Regions from separate parts of the Mus musculus genome. Here region 2 is linked to region 1. Evidence: chromatin contacts called from public ChIA-PET data. All regions are on one chromosome and are shown on one strand. Each heading gives the region's core, a stretch centred on a gene start, on an enhancer-like site or on the middle of the called end of the contact. The rest is flanking DNA. Distances are from core to core; before and after follow the strand shown. Region 1 has its middle 7.6 kb from the start of Gm38926. Region 2 overlaps Lmntd1 (lamin tail domain containing 1).

Region 1 (2,700 bases), core at 108-2,607:
ACCTGGGCTACACAGCTTCAGGTCAGCCTGGTCTGTAGAGATCTATGTCAAGCACACCTTTCTAAGGAAGAACAATAACAACAACAACAACAAAAACCAAACAGACAGACAGTCAAACAAACAAAAAAACAAGAAGGGACCAGGCACACCCCAGACCCTTTGGTGGGTAACAACCCAATCTTGGCTTACTGAGAACTGTATTTGTGGAGGTAGCTGAGAAGCCTTTGTGTCCTGCATACTAGTGAGGGTCTCCCCATTCGCCATCTGTTCGTTAGGTTAGGGTGGTAATCATAGCACTTTAGGTTAGCTCCTTTCTACAAACCCATCTAACAGCCTGATTGTCCTTAAACGAATCTGAGGTCTGTGTCATTATACACTCAGGTGAACAGGCACCCAGGCATACTAAACTTGGTCAGTGTCTCCCTAGGGCAGCACCCAGTGCCTGAGCTCACCGTCAAGACCAAATTCTGCTATAAGATAGAGGTATAGGGGAGGAGGAGAGAGGAAGCCAGCCAGCTTTGCAGACACCGGGTCCTATTCAGGGCTCCTCCGTCCTCTGATGTCATGCGCTTCCTGCTTTCGCACTGCAGAGTCTGGCGATCAGTCGACTGAAACGGGATGATCACCGCCACTATCTTGCATCTTATTTTCCATGATCACACTGTCACCTAGCCAACTGCCCCGCCCCCTAATCCCACGACTCTTGGCTTTCCAGCTCGTATTGTCTTCCCCTCCCCCCCCCTCCAGGAAGACGGCTTCCAAGCAGCAAGTACCAGGAAACCCCACTACTGGTGGTGACTCCGACTGAGGCTTGGGGTGGGGTCGGAGTGAATCTTCTGCTCTTGCTTGAGAGTCCAAATCCCTAGCTTAAAAAATGATTTAAAGTATATAATATACATATATATGTGTAAATTCGTATGTATAGTCAAGCTGGGCGCGATGGTGCACGACTGCAACATCGGTCTGCAAACTCAGACTTGAGGCAGGAGTTTCGCTGAGAGTTCGTGGACAGACCAGCTTGTGTTATACAGTGGTCTACAGTTCAGCTTAGGTTAGAGTTAGATTCTGTCCAAAGAGCTAAAAAAAAGAGAAAGGAAGGAAGGAAGAAAAGGGAAAGGAAGAAACATTAATTGTTCAAGTGACAGAGCTCTCCCTCTGTCCAGGAGCCCAGGCAAGGACCATTAGGAGCGGGGCGAGACCATTGCACTCTGCACTCTCCGTCCGGGCCCAGCCCCCTCCCCCCCTCGACACCCGCCACCGCGCAGCTCCGCGCCGCCGCCCAGCGAGCGGGAGACTCCCCAGGGCTCTTTAAATACGAGCTATAAATACCACCGGGCTCTGAGAGCACGTCACCGCCCCGCCGGCTTCCGATTGGCCGCTCTGGGTATCTCATTTGCATAGGGGCTGACACAACCGTGCCGCGACCTGGACGGGAGCGCGCCTGCCCCTCCCCGGCAAGACAGTGGGCGGAGTCGCCGGACCTGCCGACCGCCAGGTCTGAAGTAGGGCGGGGTGGGTTGGCATGTGTCCGTCATCCCTGCCTCGCAGAGGCTGAGACAGGAGGATTGCCTTGAGTTCCAGGCTGGCCTGGGCTATGTAAAAATGTGGAGAGAAAACTATACATATATACATATATATGAATATATATACACACATACACATATGTATGTGTGTGTGTATACACACACACATATATATACATATACATACATACACATATATACACATGCATATATTTTTAATGAAATAAAATGGGGCAGGTGGTGGTCCAGTAGGACGTCCTTCGCCTTCAGGGAACATCAGCTCTGCCCGCCGATTGACACTGGATCTTTTTGCTTTCTACGAAAAGTTTTCAAGGAGACCCGGGAGCAGATGCTGCGGGTGGCTCCTAGCGGCTAAATTTAAACCACGTGAGAGCTGACCCGCCACGGTTCTGTGAGATGACTGGCCACTCCGATGCTCAAAACAGACTGCGTGCTGTGGTCGCTGTAAGACGCAGCGAGCTGGAGAAGAAAGCCAGCAGGGCTCGGAGATGCAGGACTTACGATGTCTCCCGGTTTAGAACCAAATTTAAACTGCATCCGGGTGCGGTGGAGCTGAGGCAGGAGGATTGAAAGCCACGTAGTGAGATCCTATTTGCAAACAAACACCCAAGCCGAATTTAAAAAGCAAAAAACAGTGTCTCCCTCCAGCCGGGGGTTAAAAAGCCAGGTCCTGAAAGCAGGCGCGGCACATCCAGGAGGGTCTGTCAGGTTGTGCGAAGTAGTCAGACAAAAAGCACAAGCCACAAACATCTTACTAAATTATATTAATCGACGTTCTCCCGTGACATCTGTGTAGTCCTAAATAACCCAGAGCTCATTCAGCGACTTCATGTAACAGTGAAGACAATGCCTCAAAGCGGACTGCTTCGTAGTTTGCAGTTTTTTTTTTTTTTTCCTAAGAGAGAGAGACAGAGACAGAGAGACAAGTAAGCGCTTTGGATTCTAGCAAAAGAGCTCCCTCTGCTGGCAAATGCTTCACCATCACAGATACCCATAGACAAAGATGGGGCAGGCTGGTATCAGGACTCTCAGGGCGAGCTGCCAGAGCTTCAGGATGCTGTTAGGTGAAATCACAGATGCCATTTTTTTGGTTACTCTCAAGTAAATGAAATCATACAATTGTGAATGTTGCTTTATGTTTTTAACCCACACATGC
Region 2 (2,700 bases), core at 118-2,617, 77 kb after region 1:
AGCTTCGGTTCCCAGCACCCACGTGAGTGGCTCACAACAGCCTGCAATTCCAACTCTTGAGATTCTGAACTCCCTTCTTTACTCTGAGGACACACACACACACACACACACACACACACACACACGCTCACACACATGCTATGCTATAAACATTCATACACACACACACTACACTGCATGCATCCTCACACACACATGCTCTCACACATACTACTGCATACATTCACACACATACATACACCCCACACTGCACACACACACTCTCTCATATGCACGCACATATATTCTTTCTCATGCACACACAGGAGGCACACATATGCCCCACACTGCACACATACACACATTCTCTACACACTCAGACACATACACACACACATACACTGCACACACACAACCCCATGCTGTGAACACTCACACACATATGCCACATAATACATACACACACCCTACAACATATACAGAAAATAAAATCTTTTAAAATTTTACTCTAGCCTGTTCAACAGGTAGTTACCGAATATCATTGTATAATGAAGTAAGAAAGAAATTCATACTCTAGTCCACATATTATGGGGGGGGGTGTTAATGGTTTTGTGGCGTAGCAAATTTGTCTAGGGATAAGAATTAAAGAATAAATTATAATTATGCTAGTTTTATACCAACGAAAGCATGAGACTGCCAAGCATGGGGAAAGAATCCCAGAAAATTATTTCTAAAGTATCTCATTTTATTCCGCATAGAAGATAGTTATTTCAAATTAAGAGTATAAGCCCTTCCATTAGCTTGTGCACCCCCCTGGGCGCAGAGATCAAGTCTTTGTGTTGTGTTCCTTGTGCATAGTTCAGCCTAGAGCATAGGCAAAGGCAAGACTCCCAAGAAACATTGTTGGGATGAATAGCTGAGCAGAGAAGGCCATGTGCAGTACCTTCCTTATCTCACACTTCCAGTCAGGATCGCAAATAAAGCCCACCCCTGACTCTGAATCTGCTGCAGCCTTCGGAAGCTCAGGGTGCCATAACTCCAAATGGCCAGAAGGGGGCACACTGGGGAGGGATAGGAGACAGCTGTTGATCAGAAACTCGGGACACCCTGACTGCTGCTGGGCACACACTGGGAGAGAGGGGTGTTGGTCTGCCTGAGGCACTAGCTGGGGGCATTTGGGGGTGACTCTAGATGTGCTGTGCAGAATGTGAGCAGGACCAAGGGCCGAAGGGAACAGTGGCCGGCTACTCCAGCATCGAGTGTTGAAAACTCTGACACTCACCTCACCATTGGGCTTGCACAAGATGGTCGTGCAGTCCGGACTGGATCGGAACTTGCTCTGTTCCTCCCAAACAAAGTCCGTTGGTGGCTGTGGCTTTGCTTCCGAAGCTGCTGCCCACACCTTAGAGAAAGCAGTTTGTTGCTGACAAGTGCTACTGCGGTTCCACCCAGAGCCACATCCGACGGTGCTATTGTTATTAATCTTTCTGAACAGATAGGGTTTTCGTTGTCATTAAAGGTGGGAAGGCTCTCCCTGCATTTGCCTGGTCTTGGCTAGAATTCCTACGTTCACATCATTTCTGTGCCTCAGCTTTAGCCTCCTGAGGACCTGGGACTATATAGGCATCTGAGCTTCTAGGTTGTTTTAAAATATAATGTAATGCTAAACAGTGACCGAACACGGTTTAAACAACCACCCAGCCCTGGCTTGTGGTCCGCAAGCGGATCCAGGATAGATATAAATGCACACTGTAGGCTTATTCAAAACACTAGGTCGTACCTTTGAGGTTTTTTGTTTTGCTTTGCTTGTTTTTGTAGCTTGATTTTGTGGTTTTCTAAAGTAATTTTGTAGAGATCTTATCTCAGTGTCATGTAAAACAAGCACACACATACTCTTGCAGCACATGGCTACAGACCAGACATCAAGGTTCAGAGGGTCACAGATGGGGGGTGTCAGGGAGAACCCCCTTAGTGCCTGCTCTCTGAGATGACCAGCTCTTTACTTCTCTTTTAAGAATCCATTTTCAGACTTAGGATTTTCACTTTGAAGGACAAGCCAGAATATGATTGCTTACTACACGGAAGAAAGCTGTGGAGAGCAAAGTACAGGCATCCATCCACGACACTACAAACCACAAAATCACATTTAGTACAAAGATCAAGTATCCACGAGGCCACTTGTGCCAAGCCACAGGCTGACAGTAGAGGCAGCATTCCCTATAGGAACCCAGCTCTGACATTATTACTGGCTCCCAGTGTTCCCAGCTCCCAGTGTTCCCAGCTCTCAGTGCTCCCAGTTCACAATGCTCTCATCTGTGCTCCCAGCACATAGTGCTCCTCTCTCAGTGTCCCCAGCTCCCAGTGTTCCCAGCTCCCAGTGCTCCCAGCTCCCCGTGATCCCAGCTCTCAGTGCTTCCAGCTCCCAGTGCTCCCAGCTCTTAGTGCTCCCAGCTCTCAGTGTTCCCAGCTCACTGTTCCCAGTTCCCAGCGTTCACGGCTCCCAGTGTTCCCGGCTCCCAGTGTTCCTGGCTCCCAGTGCTCCCAGCTCCCAGTGCTCCCAGCTCCCAGTGCTCCCAGCTCCTGCTACCCCCAGCTCACCATGTTCCCTCACGGTATTCCCTGCTTGTGATGTTTTTCTGTTCAAGGCAGCCCTGTGGTCCTGGCTTAAAGTTTCCCTAGCTCCTGACACTCCTGGCTGATAGTGTTCCCAATGCATTAATA

The links. ChIA-PET counts read pairs in DNA pulled down with a chosen protein or histone mark.
Region 2: a contact with region 1 is called in an RNA polymerase II ChIA-PET map of memory CD8 T cells, with 205 read pairs. The contact joins two enhancer-like sites. A contact is called at or near these places in 1 of 15 datasets of contacts at CTCF or cohesin (pro-B cells), 18 of 484 Hi-C or Micro-C datasets (8-cell embryo, B cells, CD8 T cells and 13 more) and 3 of 115 datasets of contacts at active chromatin or transcription factors (effector CD8 T cells, embryonic stem cells and memory CD8 T cells).

Annotation. Positions count from the first base shown.
Region 1 is chr6:145,339,499-145,342,198 of GRCm38.p6, forward strand. No RefSeq gene overlaps it. Among named protein-coding and RNA genes, the nearest start is that of Gm38926, 7.6 kb to the right of the region's middle. Within about 2 kb of position 1,358, at least 422 of the 459 cell types and tissues checked have an H3K27ac peak or open chromatin away from gene starts, as enhancers often do. A contact at or near this core is called in CD8 T cells, Th2 cells, effector CD8 T cells and 1 more, where this site is marked.
Region 2 is chr6:145,416,139-145,418,838 of GRCm38.p6, forward strand. Lmntd1 (lamin tail domain containing 1) reads right to left here. Exons shown (of 10, transcript NM_028742.2): 7 at 1,262-1,381. Among named protein-coding and RNA genes, the nearest start is that of Lmntd1, 17 kb to the right of the region's middle. Within about 2 kb of position 1,368, at least 25 of the 459 cell types and tissues checked have an H3K27ac peak or open chromatin away from gene starts, as enhancers often do. A contact at or near this core is called in CD8 T cells, Th2 cells, effector CD8 T cells and 1 more, where this site is marked.